Regions from separate parts of the Astyanax mexicanus genome. Here region 2 is linked to region 1. The links are chromatin contacts, called in public Hi-C maps. All regions are on one chromosome and are shown on one strand. Each heading gives the region's core, a stretch centred on a gene start, on an enhancer-like site or on the middle of the called end of the contact. The rest is flanking DNA. Distances are from core to core; before and after follow the strand shown.

Region 1 (6,156 bases), core at 2,752-5,251:
CATTACCGCATTTCCAAACATCTGAACTACAGCCAGACTGGCTCATGGAAGGAGATACTACAAGCAATGCAGCACCACGACATGCTGTGCGTTTTTCTGTAGCACACATCCTTCCTCTGCCCTCCACAGCGCGCAGTAATTGGTCTCAGTGGAGAAGGCAAGAGAGAGAGGTCTGTAATCTAACAGGGGGCATCTCTTTAAGCTGAGGCCAGCGCGTATGATTTATGTATTAAGGCCTGCACGAGACGATGAGTTCACCCACAGAACTTATGCTTTAGAAATGCTCCCTGAAAAGATCAAAAACAGGAGGGCTCAACTTCTCTCATTAAAGAGCAAAGGGCTTAGATGGGTACACCCCATATCTTATTGATTCGAGGCCTTATTTGGGCTCAATAATACTTAATATACAGCTCTGGAAAAAAATGTAGAGACCATTTTCTGTATCAGTTTCTCTGATTTTGCTATTTATAGGTTTATGACAAAGTAAAATGAACATTGTTGTTTTATTCTATAAACTACAGAAAACATTTCTCCCAAATTTCACTAAATAACAATAAATAAATAAAAAAATAACATTATTCATATTCATAAAGTTCAGAAACCAATATTTGGTGGAATAACCCTGGTTTTTACTCACAGTTTTCATGCATCTTGGCATGTTCTCCTCCACCAGTCTTACACACTGCTTTTGAATAACTTAATTCCACTCCTGGTGCAAAAATTCAAGCAGTTCAGCTTGGTTTGATGGCTTGTGATCATCCATCTTCCTCTTGATTTTATTCCAGAGGTTTTCAATTTGGTAAAAAATTTTTAAAAAAGTATCATTTTAAATGGTCTCTTATTTTTTTTTCCAGAGCTGTATATTTATGTTCAAAAATAGTGATCTAATAGGCAGAAAAATATAATTATGAATCAACGTTAATGATATGGACAGGGCAGGGTTTGCACTCTTTTTAACCAATACATTTTCATGACTTTAAGGCAAATTTTCATGACCATATAATACAATTTTTAAAGAAAAATCAACTAAAACTATAGCAAATAAAAATGTATTATAGCAGGTCTAAAATGAATCTGATAAAAGGTTGATACACAATCTTGAATAATAATATGTGTCAGATCCTGAGGTAGGGCTGTGTAGGTAGATCCTGTGTAGGGCTAAATTACTAAACTTAACTCTGTACTGATGTATTTGTTTGCTCAAAATAGATTTTCAAATATTTGTAGGCCAAGTTTCCATGAATTTTCCAAAATTGTTTATACATTTTTTTTACTTATCCAGGCCTGAAAATTCCTATTTTAAAATTACATGACGTCTCATGGATTTTAATGACTGTACAAATCCTGTAAACCCAACTAATAACTTCAAATTAAATTACATTATAACAACATCCAGTCATGTATTGTTTTAGACTGTGTTTTTTAATCTAGTTTTAATAAGATATAACAGTATAAATCCCAATTATATTCTCTTATATTAGTAAACCCACCTAAATATAGCCATAACTTTAAAACCACCTGTCTAATATTGTGTACTTCTTCCTCATGTTGCCAAAAGAGACACTGAGGCATAACCTCTCCAGCAATATGTGCTACAGTAGCTCTTCAGCAGCATCAGACCAGACATGCTAGCTATTGCTCCCCACATGCATTAATACGCACTGGATGCCCATGACCCTGTCACTGTCATTTCACCAGTTGTCGTACCTTGAACCACTGCATACCAGAAACACCCCACATGACCCGCTGTCGCTCATCGTTTTCTTCAAACGCATTAACTTCATGACCTGACTGCTCGCTTACTGCCTAATATATCCCACCCCCTGACAGGTGCCAATGTAATGAGGCATCATCAAGGTCCTTCACTTTACTTCTAAGTCAAATTATTACATTATTGGTTTGCTGCTAATTTTAATGTTTACACAGTAGTAGGTAAACATATATTTCATATTAGTGTAAATTAGAATTGTGAAAGATTCACTGAAATGAAAATGTATGCCAAAATCTAAATAAATACATAAATAAATAAATAAAACATCTACCTGAAGGCTTTTTTTTTTTTTGCAGGTTTCATGATTTTTGCCACATATATAAATAACTAGAAACAATGTGTTGTTGTCTTGTTTATTTTTTATTTAAGGAAAAAAACTATTAAAAACTTTAAATAAAAAATACTTTTTTAAAACATTTAAAACATGTTTAAAGTCTACTAGAAGACTATCAAAATACAATATTACTTAAAATAAATTAGTCATTGTTCAGTATACATTATTCTGTCTTTACACTAAATAAAATACAGAAAATTGCTTTTTACTGCCATTCCGTGCATCCCTAGTAATTAATAATTGATGTTATAAAGAAATGTAAGGGATTCAGTCAAAAGGGAAAAAGAAAAAGTACTTCAAACAGTACCTGAAATAGATTCCTTGAGTTGTAACAATAACGTAACACTTTTGTTACTATAACAAACCTTATTTATTAATTCATTATACTATGGGTTTACTTATAGCTTGTATATAAGGAACACAATTACCAGACAAATTATTTTACTTAAAACACAAACTTAAAGAACTATTTAAAGCACTATTTATATCTCTGTACTCTGTACTAACTAAAAGTGCACTTTTTGTTAAACATTTACAGTATAATTGAACATTAAGTTGATGTCATTCAGGTAATAACATATATAATAGTTTAAATGACAAAAAAGAACATAAACCTATCTCAGCTGTATTAGTTGTAAAGCTGGAGCTGGAGGCTAAGAGTAACATTTAGCAGTTCCATTTTCTTAAGCTAAATTCAAAATGCGAAAATTGGGTGTAAAATGTACATTTCTTTTCAATTTTCATTTTTTTTCAATAGTTCAATTATTTTTAGCCTTTGTTTTAAACAGAATTTCAAGAAAATTGTGAAAAAAAGTAAATTTTCTATTTTGGTATCTTGTAACACAAATCTGATGGTATAATGCAACTAACTTTTGTTACAATATAAAGAAATTAAAAAAATAATAAATAAAGAAAATGTTGATTGTAAGAGGCAAAGAAGGAAAACTAAATATTACAAATATTGGGAGGAAACTTATTTTTTCTACACTGCACTAAATGTAAAAAAAATAAATAAAATGTTTTTACATCCAATTCTACATTTTTTGCATTTAGCCTCAGATTTTTAGAAAATTAAACTGATAAACATTGCACTAACTGGAAAAACAGATCAATTTCTTCTTCACCAAAGTTAATGGGAAAAAAACATACAAATAATTAAGGTTTATACCCAATTTTCAATGTTGAAATTTAGCCTGAAACAGTAAAAAAAAAAAAAAAAAAAAATGATGAATGTTAAACTGACCCTGGAGTCTCAGCCTGGCTGTGCAGCACAGGAAGCCCCTGTTGTTCAGACTGGTGCTGTACTGGTAACTGGGTTTGAGAGCTCGTGCTGGGAGCAGAAGTCTCCCTCTGGTGGAGGGGAGAATAGTGCTCTGAAACAAACGTCTTGTACACATCATTATTATAGCTGCTGACTCTCCACAGGGAGTGTGTACAAATTGCTTTAAATTTATCGTGCATTAACTGCTGCGTTTAAAAAAAATGTGGAGTGTTTTTATTCTGTACAAATCAAGCTGTCTGCAAGTTTTTTTAGCTCATATTTTTCCCTCATAACCTGCCCTGAACATCACAGCCGCTCTGTTTATGGGATTTCTTCTCAATAATTAGCCACTGTTTCAATTTAACTGGAAAAAAAAGCACGCGGAGGAAATGTGAACATAATCTGGAGCCTCGTCTGCGGACGGTGTTGACTGTTCGCTCTAATTCAGTGGCTGCTGGACTATTTCCGACACATTTAAACAAAATGCACTCCATAAATCTGCAGGGCTGTGGTCAGCTCTCGGCAGCGGCGGTGTCTGGAGCAGAATGAGATGTTATATATGTACGGAGTGACTGTTAGAGGTGTATTTCTCCCGAGCAAATCGCAGCCGTTTCTCAGAGAGGAGCTGGCGTGCTTTGGCCGGGGCGGAGGAGAGGCGATGGGGGGCTGGCGCGATGCCCACGCAACGGCACTTTGATGGACACAGCGGCAGCAGTGAACATGACACATTTTACTGCATCTGAACACCGTGGACAGAACGGCAGCCACAGACCTGGAACAATCAGAGACAGCACTCAGCAGGCCTCACGCTTACTCACAATATGACACGTGTCATATGTGGAGGACCCCCTCACTGTTATGAGAAGAGCTTCAGGAATATTCACGATTTTAGGATTTGCCTCAACATTTTTTGAAGATAACCAAAAGAAAACGGACACTGCAAAAAAAAAATGCAATGAATATTCTTGATTTAAAATAAAATGTAATAAAAAGAGCCGTGCAATACTGGGTGGCATGGCCTAGCTATGTACCTCACCAACACAAAATAACATGACTAATATATAGTTACAAATATCTGCAACACAGAAAAATACATTATCCTTAATGAATACCATTTAAAATGAAAAATAAAAGAAAAAAAAATATTTTTTAATTATTCAAAATGTCTTTACTTGCCTTCTCCAAGCTATCTCTGTTAAGACTCCTGATCTCACAATATTTTTTATGTATCGTGATAACGATACGCGATATCTTGGCGATATGACAAAACACTGAATTAAAAAATTTGTTCAAGAATAACCAATTGCAACTAAATGAAAATGTAATTTTACTATTGCATATGATATGGTATGGCATGCCCCTAATTTAGATATTAAAAAAAAATCAAGAATTTTATCAGATTTATAACAGAAGTAAATGATCCAGATTGTCATGATACTAATAATGCACTCCATAAATCTCTATATATTCAAAATTAAAGTCAAATAAATTATACTGGACAGATATAACCTGTCTCTAGTACAGTGTGAATTTTTCTTTTGCTAAAACAGTAAAAACGTAGTACCGAGATGTGATAATTAGGCATGGGTGATTTTCCAATATTTCAGGGTATAATATTGTTCACAATTTGAAAAATGTTGGCGAAATTATTGCGTACGATACAGTTACATACGATACATTTCAGTTTGGTAAAATCAAAGAAACTCATAATTTTTAAGTGGTCTTTTATTTTTTTTCCAGAGCTGTATGTGTATCCAGTTTTGGATTGTGTTGAAATGTCAAATTATGTCAGAAGGATTATAATAGAGAGAGAGATTTTGTTATCAAATTTGTTTGATTATATATGTAAATTAGATCAATTTAGGGAGAAACAACAGTCAAAAAGAGAGGTTTTTGAGGATTATGTCCATCTTGGATTATATGTGTAGAAATCATTGATTTGTAACATTATGGTTAGATATAAAAAAAAAAAATAATAATTTATATTTTGATTGATATAAAATACAGGCAAATATTTTTGGATTGGATGATTAATGAGTTAGCTCTCCCACAGCAATATTTGTAAAAATAAATAAATAAATAAATAAATAAAAAATTCTGTACTAAATAGTTTAAATATCTGTATTATCTGTATATTATAATATACTGTACACTGTGTATCATGAATATGTTGTGTTATAATTACATTTTCCACACTGCTTAACCCTTCCGATTATCATCAATGTTTAGGTTAGTCTGGTCTTAGATTTGAATTTGAAAACAAGTAAACTGTCTCTATTTTATTCAAGTGCTAGTGCTGAGCATTTATATTCCAATTTGAATCAGTGTAAAAATACGTTTTCACTTGTGTTTTATTCTACTTTAAAATAATTATTGCAATGTAATTTTATTGTAATATAATTATTCCTGTGCATATTTGAATCCAGTAAACAATGCATCTTTTGCACTGTACTCTCAAAACCCGTTCAGTGCATGTTAAGACCTTGTAATTCTATAACAAAAAGAACGCTAAATGACTTTTTAATGTCATGATATTTCAAGCCAATTAGAGCATTGGTTAGAGATCAAAAAGCAAGAGGGATTGTTTTAGTCTTTATTTACATCTTCTGTAAATAACAGTGCGGGGAGCAGTCGACTGCAGCATTTCCCCCCAGACACCCACAAGACTGACTTTCTTCCTGAAACATCTCCCACACACACACACACAGACATAATCAGCTCAACTGGACTCAGATCCAGTCCTGCTGGGACGATAAAGCCAACCTCTAGACAATTAGACTTCCTGCTTGT
Region 2 (5,672 bases), core at 1,807-4,306, 91 kb after region 1:
CAACTGCTAAAACATAGCAACACATTTGCAAGCATGTAACAATCATCAACTGTACCATAACAACACATTTACAACCACATAGGAACATCATATAAGCTACCACCAATAGCAAAAGCAATACCCTGGCAACACTTTACCTTACTTTAACTACCTAGCAACAATTTAGCAAAAACATAGCAACCACTTTAGCAACCAACAGCTATACCATAGCAGCACACTAGCAACATCCAATTATCATAGCTAGCAACCAGAAACACCTTAGCAAACAACTGCTAACATATAGCAACACCTTAGCAACCACTTAGCAATCAACAACTGTCTGTACCTTACTCAATCAACACTATTAGCAACCACCTTCCAACACCTTCCATACCATCTAGTAGCAATAACTTAACAACCGGCACCTATACTATAGCAACACCTTTGCCTAATCAACCACCTAGCAACACCTTAGCAACCAGCACCTGTATCACAATAATGCACAATAAAGTTGCAGTCACTATCGCAGTTTAATACACTCTCTAATTACACATCCTTTGATCTGATCTTCTCTGAGCTTTTACATCAGCCACTATAAAGCAGGGGTCATCACTGCTGATGCTGTCCAGCCCGTCTGGACTCTCTCAGCCTCACTCAGCCTGACACTGCTGGAACAGACCACCTCTGCACCCAGTTATACCCAGCAGTTACACAGTGTGCATTAGCAGCACAGCCTATTATACAGAAGCTACAGAATGAGCTTGAAAATAGGTGCAGGCAAACAAAGCCGTGCCAAAAAAGTAGAACAATGAGGATAATAAATGAGAAAGTTGCCCATTTGTTTTTATTGCCACAACAACACAGCATTTGCATAGCAATGAGATTCCCCGGTTTTATATTCATTGCTTTTCTTTAAATACGTCTCGCTTTTTTTTCTCCAGGTTTTCCTCTCTCTTTCTGTCTGTGAGGATTATGAGGATTTAAAACCCAAAAAGGAAAAACAGAAAAAGAAAAGTTGTGCAGCTTCCAGCCACATGTGTTGTGTGTGTTGCTGTATGTGTTGTGAATTAAGGGTGAATCAATTCAGATGCTAATGAGAGAGGCTCTAATTTATTAGCTGCTGAGGAATGCGTGTTACATTAATTTCAACTGTAAACAATTATTCCGGGCTGAGATTTATGGCCGCACGGAGCAGAGGCAACAGCGAAACAAAGCAGCTTTTATCACACGTTGAAAGCGTGCTACTTTTAGATAAGATTATGCTTTCAATTTTGAATAAGCCTCAGAGGTTTTTGAGTATTATATTGGAGTCCATCTATAACTGTCAGGCGCTGGCGTTCTATGGGCCTGCTCGGTTCGGTTTGTATTACCTCGTGTCTGTGATTGTAGCCTCAGTATTCATTGTAGACTTCTGCAGTATAATAAGGCTTTCATGAGTGAAAAATAGTTGCTTAATTTCATATGGAACGCACAGGCTCTATGAAAATAATGGAGATACTCTGTTTTATACTCCGCCCACCCTCAGAATAAGCTCCCCCTACCTCCACCCTCCCCTTTACAGTTGGGAAGGATTTAGGCCTTTTAGACTGGCTTGTGCCACCCTTATGAAAAAGGTGCCCTCTGTTGAATGAGTTATGAACTACAGCGTTCAACAAATTAAGCCATTTTTCTTATTTTACTTGCATAAACTTTAAAATAATGAAGATGTTAAGCACCATTGTTTAGATTTTTACTGTTGCACCATATTGTGTCTGTCATGCAGATATTTTGTATCTTATTTTTTGCGGTTTTCCACTTTTTTTTTTACTTTTTTTTTTACACTGTAGCCACATAGATTACACTGCACCAATAGAAATGCTTCAAAAATGACTTGACCGTTTTTTGTTTTTTTTTTGCATTTTGATTGATTGTACACACATTTTTGTATTATATTCTTAAATACAGCTAAAATAAACTAAAAACAAGATTTACAAAGATATGAAAAACATTCTTGATATGGACTAAAAGTATTGGGATGCCTGCTCATTCTTCAGAAATCAATGATGTTAACAAGAGTTTTGATGCCACTTAGCTTCTATTGAGCTCTATTGAGGTTGTCGGGTGTGGCATTGGGCATAATGCCAATGGGTTCATGTTTATCTGTCAACCAACATTCAGACATATAGTGTATAGTGTATGTATGTACCACTTACTGAATGATATTGGGTAGAAAAAATTAGTAGCAAATTTAAATGTAAATTATGATTTGTGGGCCATGGCTTTTCTTTTATTGTTTGGGCTCTGACCATTAGGTTTTTGGTGGTCAGTGTATGGTTTATGTCTGTTGTGTATTATCTTTAATTTTGGGTGAAAGCATTGCTGTATCATCCCATTCATGAAATAATTCTCATTTGGCTTTAATGAGAATCTCTGTAGCTTAAGGCCATTTAAACATTCTTTACATCCCACTCTCAGTGATGTCATAAAAGCCTGAACTGTGACGTGTTTTTCCTGCTTCAGCGCCACTCTAAAGTGCAGCCTTTTATAGGCTGAATGAGGCCAGGTGGCTTTGCTCTCATAAAGATGCTTTGCTGAAAAAGCGATTTGACTCTATGGCTATCTGTATGTGCTGTGTGGCAGTTGCACTGGGCCAGTGAGAGTTGGCTGCTTGCTAAAGTGAAGCTCGCTTAAGGCCTTAAAGCTGCCCTCGCTCTCAGCACAGCTCCAGCACAGAGGGGGCCCTCGAGCTGCAGCCTTCTCCGTGGCCTGCTAAAAGATGAATGCTTGTTATTGTTTGTGTGATGACAGTGTGTTTCAATCTGGTCCGGTGCGGCACAGGCCCAGGTAGAGCGGCAAAATGGCTGAGTCAGTTCCTCTCCCATCCATCCATCACGCTCTCTGGCCGCGGCCGGCAGGTGTAGTCCCACTCTCCCAGGAGAGGCAGGAAACACCTGCCCTGCTCCGCTCTCTCCTCTCTTCACGACTTCATCAGCACGCCGCGCCAGCAGCTCCGCGACACGCCGTCCCCAAAAAAACTGTCACAGCAGCACTTTCCTGCTCGTTTGTTGTGTGTGTGTGTAGGTGTAAGTGTAAGGGTGTTATGGGAGCCAGAGACTGGCTGGCTGGGCTGGCTGGCTGGGCTGGTGCAGGCCAGGATGGCCCAGGTGGAGGCTAAAGCAATGAAAAGACCTCACACACACGCTTAAGGCCCAGCTTTCTTGCACCGCCCCAAAATGCAGCACACAAGCACAAACCCTAATACCCTTGCTGGACGCATTAATCAAGCCTTTGGAGTTTAGCACATATGACCCCGCTCGTTTTTTAAAAAAGAGGATGATTTTACTAGACAATGAATTCCTAAATGAATAGCCAGGAAGGTAATTACATTTGAAAGTAGTGAAGCAGGGAGAGAGCGAAGGGAAAAAGAGTGTCTGCTTGTGTGTGTTTGTTCGTCTGTGTGTGTGTGCATGTGTGGGGCAGTCAGTCGATTGGCAGAAGGTGCAACACTACTGTAGCTCCCCGCAGACCTGCAGTAAATAATGTTTTATTATAGCATCGTATCGATGCCTCCCTTCACACACACATCAATACTGCAATAACATTTTCCACATGCCACCCTGGTTTCATCATCACTGCTTTATGGACTTTATGGACACTCTGAAGTCTCTTTCCCTCCCTTAAAAAACAAAAGTGTTTGTTTAAGCCATACCTTGTGTATGATTTTTAATTTATAAATTTTGTCAGTACAAAAAAAAATAATAATAAATAAAAAACAATTCCCTAAAACTGTGCAGAAGACAGGGTACTTGCTCCTGGGCTCCACCTACAGTCAGGAAGTTTAACCACTATGTGACACCAAAAAACACCAAAAAAAGGTGCAGAGTGCTGACCCCAGAGCAGCAATGTTAGAGCAGATACCCTTTCTTTAACATCACTATGATTTTTTTATTATTACAAATGATAAGGTCATAAAATAATTGGCATAAACATACAACCAGTTAGGGCAGTGGTTTTTAACCTATGGGCCATAGTGGTCCTGTGAGGTTCATTTCTTATTTTCTGTTTTGCAAAGTCAAGATATTATATTAATTATCTGCAAAATAAATAAAACTAGGTTAAGCGCATTGATTGGTCGGATGTAGTGCAGTCATGGATAAATAGTTTAAACAGGGTCTGTTACAGCAATTTAATTAATATCAATCAATTTGATGGGCTATTTTAGGTGTTGGGTCTTATTTGTTTTGATTTTAAATGGTCAATTCAATTTTCTTGTGGGCAGCAGATTTTGTGGTGGGTTAAGATATTAAAAGGAGTGTATTTGGAGTAACTCTTCCTCTAATGGTGGTTGGTGTGGTACAGTAGATAACACCACTGCCTGCCAGTAAGCTACCATGTGGTCTGGGTGACTATACTGTGCTACAAGAGTCCTTGGGAAAGACTCCTAACACTACATTGGCCCACCTTTGTAACAGGAATAACTGTGTAAGTCGCTCTGAATAAGAGTGTCAGATAAATGCTGTAAAAAAAAAATCTGCTGTGGGGATCTTTGCATTTAGTGACAAACGCATTAATGAGGTCTGGATGTTGAATGAACACCACCCAAAATGACTCAACTCAACCCAAAATGACTGGATAGAACGCCATCATTCCAGATAACACCCAGTTCCACTTCTTCACAGCTCAATACTGGGTTTCTAAACACTCTTCTAGCCTGTGCCTGGGAATGAGCAAGGTGTCAATAGATTATTTGTGACTAAATGCAATTGTTAAAAGGGGGCATCCACAAGTATTTGGACATATAGTGTAATTCCATCTTAATTTAAGAAATAAGCAATTTTATTCTCCTTTGCGTAGCAGGAAAGTCTTGTGTGTCTAGTGCTGCAATGTCTGTGCATATAACAACAATAAAAGCACTTTATTTTCTGATGAAGGATATTAGGTGCTGACAGTAGAGGAATAATAGTGCAGCAATGTGCTTTTCCATGCGTTTAGCTTAAAGCTGTTGGAGTTTATTGAATTTGCTTATGTGATGTTCTCTTTCAGACAGCTCGAACGCTCATAAAAGCTCACAATAATGGGCCAGGTGATTCATTTAGAGTCGGCATGGGAGGAAAATCGCTTACAGTAGCTGGCGCGCTGGCATGTAAATGCAGTAATAGGTTTCTCAGACATGGCAATCCAAAAGGCCCGTTTTGCATGTTGAGTAAATGGGAACACTGAGAGAGAAGACAGGGAGAGTGTAGGCCGTCCAGAGCCTGGCAGGCGGTCTGGTGTCTGGCCAGGGATCTGTCTGTTCCCGTGGGCTGACATGCAATGATTTGGACAAGAGCAGCTCTGCTGTAGTATTTGATACGAGCACATCTCTGCGGTGCTTGGCCTTGGAGGAGCACCATGCGGAGCTGTTTATGAGTCTCTGGAAGAAGGGGAACGTGCTGTTGGACTTTCCGTAAGCATTTAAAGCCGTTCACAATTCTGATTTAATACGTACAATTTGGCCAGACATGGTAAACCATATTTCAGTACACAGCTCTGATTTTATCATTGGGAAATGTGAGGCTAATTCGATAGTTATAAAGCTTGTTTGCACTGGTTGACAGACAGCAGGCCTGCCTCTTTTGGTTGGGTGGGTGGGTTAGTGGGTGTGTGGGAGCTAAGCGTTGCCTCATATATCATTAAACGGTGCTTATAACCATAGTTAAACTTTGATAGATATT

The links. A called contact is a pair of places that touch in the nucleus more often than the background predicts.
Region 2: a Hi-C map of muscle shows a contact between it and region 1, with 17 times the contacts expected there. The contact joins two enhancer-like sites. A contact is called at or near these places in 2 of 3 Hi-C or Micro-C datasets (both in muscle).

Annotation. Positions count from the first base shown.
Region 1 is chr11:32,069,335-32,075,490 of AstMex3_surface, forward strand. No RefSeq gene overlaps it. Among protein-coding and RNA genes, the nearest start is that of LOC103047329, 110 kb to the left of the region's middle. Within about 2 kb of position 4,002, the one cell type or tissue checked has an H3K27ac peak away from gene starts, as active enhancers do.
Region 2 is chr11:32,161,050-32,166,721 of AstMex3_surface, forward strand. No RefSeq gene overlaps it. Among protein-coding and RNA genes, the nearest start is that of hnrnpa3, 18 kb to the right of the region's middle. Within about 2 kb of position 3,057, the one cell type or tissue checked has an H3K27ac peak away from gene starts, as active enhancers do.